Linked DNA regions of Mustela erminea: region 1 is linked to region 2. A link is a contact called in public Hi-C data. All regions are on one chromosome and are shown on one strand. The core of a region is the stretch at or near the end of the contact, and the rest is flanking DNA. Distances in the headings are between cores, read along the strand shown. Region 1 has its middle 43 kb from the start of AZIN1. Region 2 holds the start of UBR5 (E3 ubiquitin-protein ligase UBR5).

Region 1 (5,538 bases), core at 138-2,637, 320 kb after region 2:
TCTAGGACCTACATCCCCTTGGAAGGGTGCGGGGTGGGGGAGGGGCGGTGGTCTGCAGCCTCCACTCCATCCCACCGCGGTCAGGGAAGGAAATTAGGTTAAGGCAGTGCATTTCTTCGCTGGGCCAGAGCTGCCCCCATCGAAGGGAACTGGCCCTTCTACTTAAGATACACCGTGCCCCGGGGCCGAGGATGTCCACCCGGGGGTCCCCCCCACCCCCGCAAGTTGCCCGGCGGCCTTTCTCAGCAAGCCCCTCTTCCGGGAGCGGCTCGGGGCCGGCCGCCACCCACCCCGCGCCGGCTTCAGCACGTGGCTCTGGGGCGGCAGGCTTCCTCCCCGCCCCCGCAGCACCGCAGGGTGGTTTTCACCCTCTTTCGCCCCTACCCCCCACCCCACCGTGACTTCTTGTAAAGAGCTGCGCCCGTCCCCACCCACCTCCGCCCTCCCGCGGCTGCCAGACCGGGGCCGCTCCCCCCCACCCCCCCGCCACCGCCTCCCCCGGAGGCAGCGCTTTCTCCGCCCCTGGCAGCGGGCTCCGCTTCGGAAACTGTTGACTCAGAGGGTGGCCGGGCGGCCAGCGTCTGATGTCAGCTTGGAGCCGGGCCAGGGGAGAGCGGGCGGGAGCGCGGGGCGGGGAGGGGAGGGGAGGCGCGGGGCAGCCGGCCCGGGGGCGCCCGGCCGCGGCGGGGGGCTGTGCGGCGCGCTCGGCGGCGGCGGCTGCGGCGGCCCGGGCGCCCGTGAGTCACGGTGCGTCACCGGAGCAGATGCCCGGGGCGGCCAGAGGCTCCCGGGCTCCCGCTGACTCATCACAAAGTCCTGCCGCTCCGCCCGGGAGGCTGGGGGGTGGGGGAGGGGAGAGGCCCTTGGCGGGCGGCGGCCGAGGTCGTCTGAGGCGCGCGCAGCCGGAAAACCCCAAGAAGGCGGCCGCGGAGGGGGCGCTGGGGCCGGCTGGCAGCTGCCGGGGTCGCCTGAAGCGCGGGGCCGACGACAGGCGACGGGGGAGGGAACCAGTCCCCGCCCCCCAGCAGCCGGCGCGCCGCGTCAGGGCCCTACCCGCCCCCCTTTCACAGTCGTGCTGTGCCTCGCGGGCCGCCGCCGGGGTGAGGTGGGGGTGAGGGCCGCGGGAGGCTCCCCCAACCCCGGCCGTGTCGCACACGCCCCCGCGCCCAGCTATCGGGAGAGCACGGGTCCCAGACGCCAGCGCTGGCCTCGGGGGCGCCCGAGGTCGTGGGGCTCTTCCCCCTCCCTTTAAGACTTGCGGTGTGTCTGGGAAGAGACCGTACCAGCTTCCAGGGCCAGGACGCCCGCAGTCCCGGTTTCACTCTTGGTACCCGCCCCGCCCCCGCCCCCAGCGGCCTCTGCCCTGGTGCTGTAGCTCCCACGTGCTGGGTCAAGGCCTGGCCCCGGCGCTTTCCTGTCACTGCTGGCTAACCACAAGGCCCTGTGCTCTCAGAGATGCAACAGAGGGACCAGAGAGCTTCAGGAAGGCGCATGAGCAGAGAGAATTTCTCTGCGTGACTGTCCACCCTGTCCTGGAACAGGGACGAATTCTTTAGCATTCAAGAAATATGTGAGACTCTTCTACCCCAGGTGCTTCCCATCCCCAGTGACAGGTGGGGGAAGAGGAGGCCCAGAAGAGTCTGTTGGTCCTCACGCTGCAGATACAAGCCGGCCAGGGAAGCAAACACGGGGCACACCTTGTGCAGAAGGAGGACAAGGGTAACAAGCACATACAGAGGTCCTGGGGGAGCTGGCATTAGGCATCTTTAAGGTAGGGACCTTTAAGAGGAATGATTTGAACAGATGCAGAAAGGACATTCCAGACAGAAACAAATGCCTGGAACCAAAACCTAGAGGCGGGAAGAGCGAGGTGAGTTCTGGGAATGGCAAGCAATCTAGTTGGACGGGAAAAGCTGAGGCTCCCAAGAGCAGCAGCAGCTTGGCCTAGCAGACAGATGTGGATCTCAGAAACAGGCACAGTGGCCCAGAGGGACCTGGAGCCACAGGGTTCCGCCCTCTGCCCCAGGGCACTGCGTCAAGCCAGTTCCCAGACAGATGGATTCCTTCCAAGAATTCCGCAGTCCTGCTGTCACAGCTGCTGGAGCCTCCCTGCCTTGGATGGCTTTTATTAGTCGGTGTCTAATGCAAATCCTCTTTTGTTCAGATTTCAAGTACTTTCCTCCTCTGTCCTTTGTTCATTATCTATTTAGGTCTCCCTCAGGGTTTCTCAACCCCAGCAGCAGGGCAGAATTACCTGGGGGTGCTTTACAAAACACAAATTTTGGTGCGTGGGCCCCCTCCCTTAAATCTGACTTCTTCGGCCTGGGGTGGAGCCCAGGCATCAGCATTCTTTCACTGGGCTGCCAGGCATGAGAAGCCCTGATGCAGATGTCACCGCTGAGTGCATCCAGGTCAGGCCCACACTCATAGTGGGGCCTCCTGGCCTTCAGACTCTCTAACTCCAGCAAACCCTGAGCACGGCCTTGGCAGATCTCCAGGAGCAGTTGGACTCCCTGAGGCTGGAGCTGAAATGTGTTTCCCAGGCATCCACTCTGTAGCAGAGGCCAAAGTTTCCAACAGGAAGGGAGGGTGAGGCTTCTGTTTGCTTCCCAAGAGCCAACTGGCCTTTCAAGCCAGTGATAGACACCATAAGCCCCACCGGCAGGAGAACAGGAGTCGGTGGGAATTATAGGCATTTTCCACGGACTGCACGTGCCTGGCAGGGGGCTTCGGTAGAGACGGCACCAGCTCCTGCATCCCTGGCCCTCAGAAGTGGAGAAGGGCTGTGCTAGGACAGATTGGGGACCTGGCCTCCAGGTCCTCTTTTACCTGCAAAATGGAGGTGTTTTGCTAGTGACTTTCACAAATTTAGGAGAAATCTCCAAATCTTTGCCTTACAACTCCTTCCCTGTCTGTCCACCACCACCTAATCCAGGGCTTTGGGGGAGGACCTTGAAGCCATATCTGAGGCCCTGCCTTAGGAAGGTCAGGCTGAAGAACTTGGCAGTGGCTTCCCTGCTGCAAGGGAAATGACGTGGATTAACAAGCCAACCTTCCTGGACTGACTAGGAAGAAGAAATATGGCCTTGAGCCCAGGGAGGATTCAGAACTATAGGAAGAATTTCCTGACAAATAACAGTGTTGCCTATAGGACTCATGAGAGTCTGTGAAAGGTGGAGATGCGTCCTGGGCACCTGACCCTGTCACCACCAGCAGCGTTGTTCCCATTTGACAGATGAGAAAACTGAGGCTTAGAGACATTCAGTAACTTGGTGAAGCGGTCACATCGAGGCAGGGCGGGGGTTGGAATTGGAAAGACCAACAGTTAAAAGCAGTGAGCAATGCCTCCCTGCCTTTTGACTCTAATATCCTAGGATTTTGTTTTTTATCTTAAGCCTTGCAACCTTAGAGAAGCCATACTTAATCCTGGAGTTTGGACATTAAACCCAAGGGGAAAGTGTCCTTGAAATGCTGTGCATTCTTCTTTCATTGAATCCCCATCATGTTAGAGGAAACTCTACAAAGGTAACCAGTGTTTATTGCAAGGGCTTTCCTGGACAAAATCAGGGCAAGCTAGAGACTGCCCAAGGTCTCGAGAAATACAGCAGAGGGAGAGGCGCCCCGAGATGGCCCTTTCTTGGCTTTAGGCATGGACAATTCTCCCTTGGGATTCTCCCAGCACCTCTCCTTGGAGTGTCACCAAATGCCCGGTGTGAAAGCTACGTTTTACAGATTAGGAACTTGAGGCTGGACAGAAGTCTCACTCACTGGGAAACTACTGTGTCCGGATCGGACTCCCTAAGTTTTCTCCCCCGCCGCGTCGCAGAGGCAGGCCTGACCACCCAGTGCGGATGGGAGCGGTAACCCGGCCGCACTCCCAGGCCACCCCTCCCCCGGCTGCAGGGCGGCCCGCGCCGCGGCGGGGCACACAGGAGGCACCGTCTCGGTGCGCGCGCACACACGCCCGAGCCCAGCGCCGGGCCCCCGAGCGCCTGGGAGGAGCCCACTTCCCTTCCCCCTCCTCTGGGAAGCCGCCGCCGGGGAAGGGGGCGGCCGCTGCCCTCCCCACCCGGAGCGGCCGCCAGGTGCGCAGAAACCCGGCCTCCCCCTCCCGCCCCCACGCCTGTTCCCGGCGCGGCCCGCGTCTCGCCGGTCACGTCTCCCCAGTCGGATCCAAAGTGCGAGTCAGTCGCTGCCCGCTCGACCCCGCCGAGGCGGGGGCGGGAGCGACCAGGGGAGGGGAGAGACCGGAGCGGGCGGGGCCCTGCGCGTCCCCCCTCCCCCCGCTCTCCCTCCCGCCCGGCGCGGGGCGCGTCTGCAGGGGCCGGACCCCGCCCGCCGCGCCCCAGTCGGCCCCGGCCCACAGGGCGAGGCGCGGGCGAGGCCGCAGCAGCGCGGCCGCCGCCCCAGCGGGCCGCTCAGCGGGCGGGGGCGGGGGCGGGGGCGGGGCGGGGGAGGCCCCGCCGGGGAAGCCGCAAGGCCGCGCTTCTAGAGCTGCGCGCCGGCTGGTGTTGCTGGGGAGAAAAGCGCCACCGCGGCCCCGCCCCGAGCCCCGCGGGCGCTGCTCCCCCTGCTGGTCCAGCCTGGTCATTGCACGCGGACCCCGTCTGCCCTTACAGCGACGAGCGGCCTCACGGGGCTGCTGGAGTCTGATCAGTAGAAACTACCGGCAACTTAAAAATCTTCATTCTTTTTCAAAGGAAAAAAAAAAAATTCAAAAGCGAGTCCTGGACATTGCAGGAAAATGTGGAAATGGGAGGAAAAAAATCGGTGTGCCTGTATCTGGAAACGAACACTGTTAAGAGTTTTAGTGTCTACCCTTCCAGTGCTTCATATCAACAAATTTGTGTGAGTTTATGCTTTATAGAATAAAAAATATAGGGGCGCCTGGGTGGCTCAGGTCATGATCCCAGGGTCGGGGAGCCTGCTTCTCCCTCTCCCTCAACTGCTCCCCCTGCTTATGCTCTCTTACTCTTTCAAATAAATAAAATCTTTTTTTTTAAGATTTAATTTATTTATTTGACAGAGAGAGATCACAAGTAGGCAGCGAGGCAGGCAGAGAGAGAGGAGGAAGCAGGCTCCCCAGCGAGCAGAGAGCCCGATGTGGGGCTCTATTCCAGGACTCTGGTATCATGACCTGAGCCAGAGGCAGGGGCTTTAACCCACTGAGCCACCCAGGCACCCCTAAATAAATAAAATCTTTTTAAAAATTTAAAAATACAATATTGTCAGCTTTGTGAATGCTGAGGCCTTATTTTACTCATTGCTTGCTCCTTGGTGTCTAGAACACTGGCAGTATTCTAGATAATCAGAAACCCTTTGTTTCTGTCTCCATGGGATCATGACTGTTCTCACACTTACATTTTCTCTTATGATCCATTGACCCCAAAGATGTATGTAAGAGATGGGTGGTAAAATGGTCCACTAGCTCCCTTAGCTAGAATCTGAAAGCAGGTGTGTTTGTGATTCAGAATTATTCACAGTTCACCTATAAGCTACCCCCCCCCAACACACACACCCAGAGTCCGGACAGCACAC
Region 2 (5,726 bases), core at 2,975-5,474:
ATATTTTCCACATTACCCGCATTACAATATTTGTGTTTCCTACCCACTATCTCAATTGTTCCTTACCAACCTTGAGATGGGTACTACGCCTGACTTAGAGATTGGGGGGGGCACGAGGGACAGGAGGAGAAACAGGGAGTAAGTCTCGAAGTGGTTAAATGACTGGCCAACCAGCACATAGTTAATAAGCAGCAGGACTGAGACAAATCCAGATTTAGGAATTCCAAATTTCTAACTCCTCTATTATCTTACCTGGTAGCTCACAGTACCTGAAGGGGAAGCTCCTCAGAGAAAAACCCTTTTGATATGACAATCTCAACCCAGACTGTTTGATTGCACAACACACAACAATGCCAAAAAGCAAAGCTCACAGGAAAATTCCACATAGACAAACAATGAGAACTGGTTCCTATTTTAACCAACCTGCATCGTGAGAAAGAATTCAGGATAAGGACAAGTCACGGCATACCCACATCACTTTAAAAATGCCTCTCCCTAGGCCAGTTCTAGGAAACGGTTAAGAGGGTCAGCCCCCTGACAAAAGGCCTAAGTGGAAGGAGGAGGTGAGGGGAAGGAGAAATCCAAACTCTAAGCCTAAGACAGGTGGCTGCTCTAAGGCTGAGCTGCCTCAAATGTGACCATATCTCTGAACACTGGCCACATGCAACAGTGGAAAGAGACCTGGACTGGGGGCAGGGGTGGGGCGGGGGGGATGTAGACCTCATCTGTCAGTAGCTCACTGTGTACCCCTGGATGAATGCCACAAAGCTCTGGGCCTGTTTTTTTCAACTCATTACTGAAAAGACTGGTCTATGTGACTTCTTTGGCACTTTCCAGACCTTAGCAGGCACTTCCAGCCCTTCCCTCAGAGTCATTTTCTCGATGTTCTTTTGCTGTTTCTCTGAGACAATGAATGATTCAAGCAGGAACATAGTACTAACTCAAGAAATTCACTAGAAAGAAAATCAAAATGTCACTAAAGTATCTGAGCAGGATGGTTTCAATTCACCACAGTGAATATTTGCATAGGGCCAGCCACTGGGCACTAGGGACCTTGTAATCATCCTGGGAAGCCACAACCAACATCCTAGGCTCTGAACTACTCTCCTCTGCCCTAGCCACCCCCACCTACATTCACCAACTGCATTTATTATTTGGTCTCCCAATGTAATGATTAAAAATTTTAACCCAATACAGAAAGACTATTAACAGAATTAGCAAGTCTGAAAACACAAAGAAAAAAGAAATCACATAAACTTTTGCTCTACTGAGTATATTTGAGGTATTAGAGACATCACATCATTACACTGAACAAAATATCTGACTTTTTACAGGATATGGCTATTTCAAAATGAAAACTTATTTGGAGAAGAAAATATCGATGTTTTGGGGTCCCCTCCATTTTCTTTGACTCACCAATTTATTTGCAGTACCATACTGCCCGGCCAATCTTACTGCTTTTCATGCAAGAATAAAGTCCACTTATTTAAACCCTTTTTTATCCCCCCAAAAATCATTTATCATTTCATTCCTGATGTAGACACATATTTCATATAAAAGTCAAGCTATAGTGGCACACTCTTTCTGATTACCAAAACTTACTACATCTTGGTAAAAAGTTTTTGATCTGAAGATGAAAATGTTCTGGGCTTCTTGTTCTAGTTAAAAGGCTCTAGAAAGCCAGTCTGTTTTGTAAACAGATTTTTGCAGCAAAAGCTTGATCTGGTAACTCTGCAAGGAGGTCTGCAAAGAGGATCTTTCCCTCTGAAGAGCAGACACAGAACAGCTCCACCGGGAGTCAGTTACATCAGAACAGGGTGCATGGGTGTCTCAAATGCTGTCCTCACAGATCTCCACAGACCATTCTACCCGCTCAACTCTATGTCCCCAAAATCTTACCCTCAGTGCTTTCTATCTTCTCACATGTCTGCCACCCTGATGTGCACATTTTATAATATGAATCAAATCCACTTCTGTTTCATAAAAACTCAAAGATGCTTTAAATAGTCCTCATATTGTCTACTCACACTACAGGAATCAAAACCAAAACTGATTACTTCTTTACATCAGGAATGACAAAAAAGGTAGCTTAAAAAAGGATCCATTACTTGTAAATTCCCCAGACTAGCTGAAGTAAAATGAATGTTCAAAAATGAATCAGAGTGCCCAAGACAACTGGCAAAATAGGTTTTGGCAGACAGAGTCAACTGAGTAAGCTGGTCAGAATTCTTGGTATATATAAAATAGGACTAATACAGAAAACGTGGCCTACCTCTCTCCTGCCTGGTGCAGTTTTCTAAGTTACAAGACACGTTCCAGGACAAGCACTACTAACTCGGTTCTATGAGTGACAGCAGAGCTATCCTCAAGAAGAGCCTGGTTCTAAAACTTACAAAAATAACCTTATTTCAAAGTCTCAGAGATCTCCATCTCTAATGAAATAAAAATCAGAGTAAAAATCACATAACAAAATGTTAAAATATATGACAAAACTTATTTCAGTACTTTCAGAAAGTATTGCAAAATGTTCAAACACTAACATGTTAAATACACTATAGCTACAGCAAAGATTGGACAAATCAGAACCCAGTGCCACAACCTGAGCCGCCAGCTTTCGCCCCACCTGAGGCGGTTAGATACTCGGGAGACACAGGCCAGTATCTTAGCAAGTTAGGCCTCTTCCTCCCTCCGGGAAGCGCATGACAAACGGCGTCATGCAACTTATGTCACCCGGTCACTTAGTAAAAATCATATCTAACTTCTTATCTTGGGTCCAGATGGCCATTCATACTCAAAAGAAATAGAAAGCAGCTATATCACTGGGGGAGAAGGAGGCTTAAAATGCCCCACTTTCTGGCCCCGTAAATATTCAGACCATCATTAGATCAGAGTCCTAAATTCTAAGACTTACTTTAATGGAGGCCTCCCTCAACCTTCTCCGAGTCCCTGTTTTGCAACAGTGAAGGAACTTTTCCTGCTTTATCTTAGTTCCCTGAGAGCATGCGGCCCTGCAATTCAATACCCTAAACTGGCAGGGAACGGTGGAGGCAAAGGGAGGAATCCACAGCTAAAATAGCCTTCTTATTAAAGACGACAAAAACAAAAACAAAAAACACAACACCATAATTCCTCCTCCGCCCACTGCAAACCCATCCCAGAAATTTACAGCTTGTTAAGAAAGCAGCATTGCGAACTGCAAACCTAAGAGTTTTCCTTTGACTCTACGCACGGTTTTCAGCTGTCAAATTACAACTCAGGAAAACACTATCATTAGAATAAAAAAGGAAACAAAAAAAGCTCGCACCATAGGGGCTGGGAGAGGGAGCACACTAGCCCCGTTTCGGAAGAAGGAGAGCAAAGGGAATCCAATCCACTTCCCCACCCCCGCCTGAATTCATCCACTCCCCGGGCAGACAAACCTCACTGCAGGAGCTCAAATTTAATAATAATAACAATAATCATGGCGCTTCCTCCCCCCACCCCACGCGATCTGCCGGGAATCAGCCTCCCCATCCCCCGGGATCTCCAGGCTTGGCAGGTCCAGACCACCCCACCGGACACAGCTCCCGGGGGCCCGGGCGAGCCCGGTCTACCCCGGGGCCTCTCGCCCCGCTTCTCCTCTTCCCTCTCTTTTTACCTCCACCATCCCCCATCCGCATTGTCTGTCTCAATTCAACTTTGACTAATATGGATTCCTCGGGCCTGGGCCGGGCGGTAATTACAGCCCGCCCCCCCTCCGGAGCCGAATCTCCCCCCCATCTCCACCGAGTTCAGCGCGGCTCCTCGGAGGGAGACTGGAGTGGGGGGTGCAGGGGGAAGGAGGAGGTTGCAGCGCGCTTCCCCGTCTACATCGCGGGCACCGTCTACAACGCGCTCCCCCCGCGGCCCCGGACCCCCGGGACCAGAAGTTTGCCCCGGAAGGGGCCTAGCCGGGGGCAGTGAGGACCCCCCCCACCCGGCCGGCCGGCGCGTAAACACGGGCGCCCGCCCCGGCGCGGCCCCGTGGGGGAGGGGAGGGCGGGGAGGCGCCCTTCCCCCCGCCCGCCCGCCCGCCGGCCCTATTACCTGTCATTGAGCTGGTCCTCGGTGCCCGGCAGCGGGTGAACCACGAAATGGATGGACGTCATGGTGCTTCCTTCTCGTCCTCCTCCCGAGGACTGCCCCCTCCCGCTCTCGCCCACCCCCCCCCGAACACCCTTCCCCTCCCCAAAACCCACTGCCGCCGCCGCCGCCTCCCAGTCCCCAAATGGAGGGAAGCAAATGCGCAGGGGCCGCCGCCGCCTCCCTGCCGGGCGTGTGTCCGCGGCCCGGCGGTCCGGCGGGGCCGGCAGGGGCGGATCAACACGCCACCCGCTCCCCCCGCGACAGCGCGCAGGAGTGCGAGGCCGGCGGCCGGGACCCGGGGCGCGCCGCCGCCAGCGGCGGCCAGGCGTCGGGAGAGGGGGCGACTGGGGAGGGAGGAGAGGGGCGGGCTGCGGGGACGGTGTGGTCCCGGCGGCGGACGGGGTCCGGACTAGGGAGGTGGGGAGGGAGATTAGCCCGCACCGCGCGTCACTGGCGAGAAGCCGCCGCCGCCGCCAGCACCGCCGCCGCCATCTTCACTTCTGCCCCAGTTTCTCCGTCTCGCAGGCTCCGCTCCCGAGCGGCGGGGGAGGGGCGAACGGGAGGAGGAGAAGGAGGGAGGAGACCGGCGGGCGGGGGCACGGCTGCGAAGGGGGCGGGGCTCCGGGAAACGGGCGGTAAGGCCCTTTCGATTGGGCGGCTCAACGTTGTCGGGCCACGGCGCTGTAAGGCGCGTGCGGATTGGTCCGTTCGGCCCCGAGCCCAGCCCCCCGGGAGGTGGGATAGCTCCCGAGTGAGTGTTCCGGAGAGCACGTGTTAGGGAAGGAGGAGGCGGAGGGGAGCTCACTGGGGCGGGGAAGAAGTCTGGGAGGGAGGCTAAGTGTGTGTCCCCGGAGAGGTGGAAGGAAGAGGGGCTCCTGCGCTTCTCGCTCTGATTTCCCTGGGGCAGCCCTAATTATTCTGCGGATCTTTAGGGGGTTTTTGTTGTTGTTTCTCGCCCTTCACCCGCAGTTAGATTTAAAGTAGAAGTGCAAAATCACTGAAGGGGCAAGAAAACACAGCCTTTTATTGGAGAAGTAAGGTAGTTATGTAAGGACCTTTCCAGAAGGTCCTATCGTAGGATCAGAGAGAGCTGACTTTGCAGCAACTTCTTTAATCACCCTACTCTCCCCAGAGTCCCCAGCAACACCATCACATACCCGTACAAAGACAAAATGTGGAAATTTCCACTAATTTCCTGATTTAAATGATTCATGGGGGTTTTAAACTACTTCTAAATGAAAGATGATAATATCTCTCCTACAAAGACGTTCTTCAACTCATCATCAGTTGGATCAAAACGGCAAATTCTTGAATGGATCCTTTTTCTAAGAACTCCTTTTTTCTAGGGAACCAGTTCCCAGCTTTCTTCTCAAGGCTTCCATGGCTCCTTCAAAAAATCAAGTACCCCTTTCAAGGCAAAGGGTGAAAACTAAGCTGCTTCTCCAGTTTGTGTGGATATTCGTTAAATCAGGGGTCCTGGGAAACATTCTTAATGTTAAATATCGCTTTTCTCCTGTTACTGCATCACATACGCGCACACACACTTTTGCTTAGGAAGTTCTTTTGAGCGAAATATATGAACATTTATTTATAAATGAGGATAGAGTAGTTACCCCCTTGAG

Evidence for each region. Hi-C and Micro-C count contacts between places; a contact is called where the count stands out from the background.
Region 1: a contact with region 2 is called in a Hi-C map of fibroblasts, with 5 times the contacts expected there. The contact joins the enhancer-like site here to the promoter of UBR5 in region 2. A contact is called at or near these places in 2 of 3 Hi-C or Micro-C datasets (fibroblasts and spleen).

What each region holds. Positions count from the first base shown.
Region 1 is chr16:50,795,359-50,800,896 of mMusErm1.Pri, forward strand. No RefSeq gene overlaps it. Among named protein-coding and RNA genes, the nearest start is that of AZIN1, 43 kb to the right of the region's middle. Within about 2 kb of position 1,388, the one cell type or tissue checked has open chromatin away from gene starts, as enhancers often do. A contact at or near this core is called in fibroblasts, where this site is marked.
Region 2 is chr16:50,475,881-50,481,606 of mMusErm1.Pri, forward strand. UBR5 (E3 ubiquitin-protein ligase UBR5) reads right to left here and starts at 4,225. Exons shown (of 60, transcript XM_032316474.1): 1 at 4,066-4,225. The coding sequence starts at 4,127.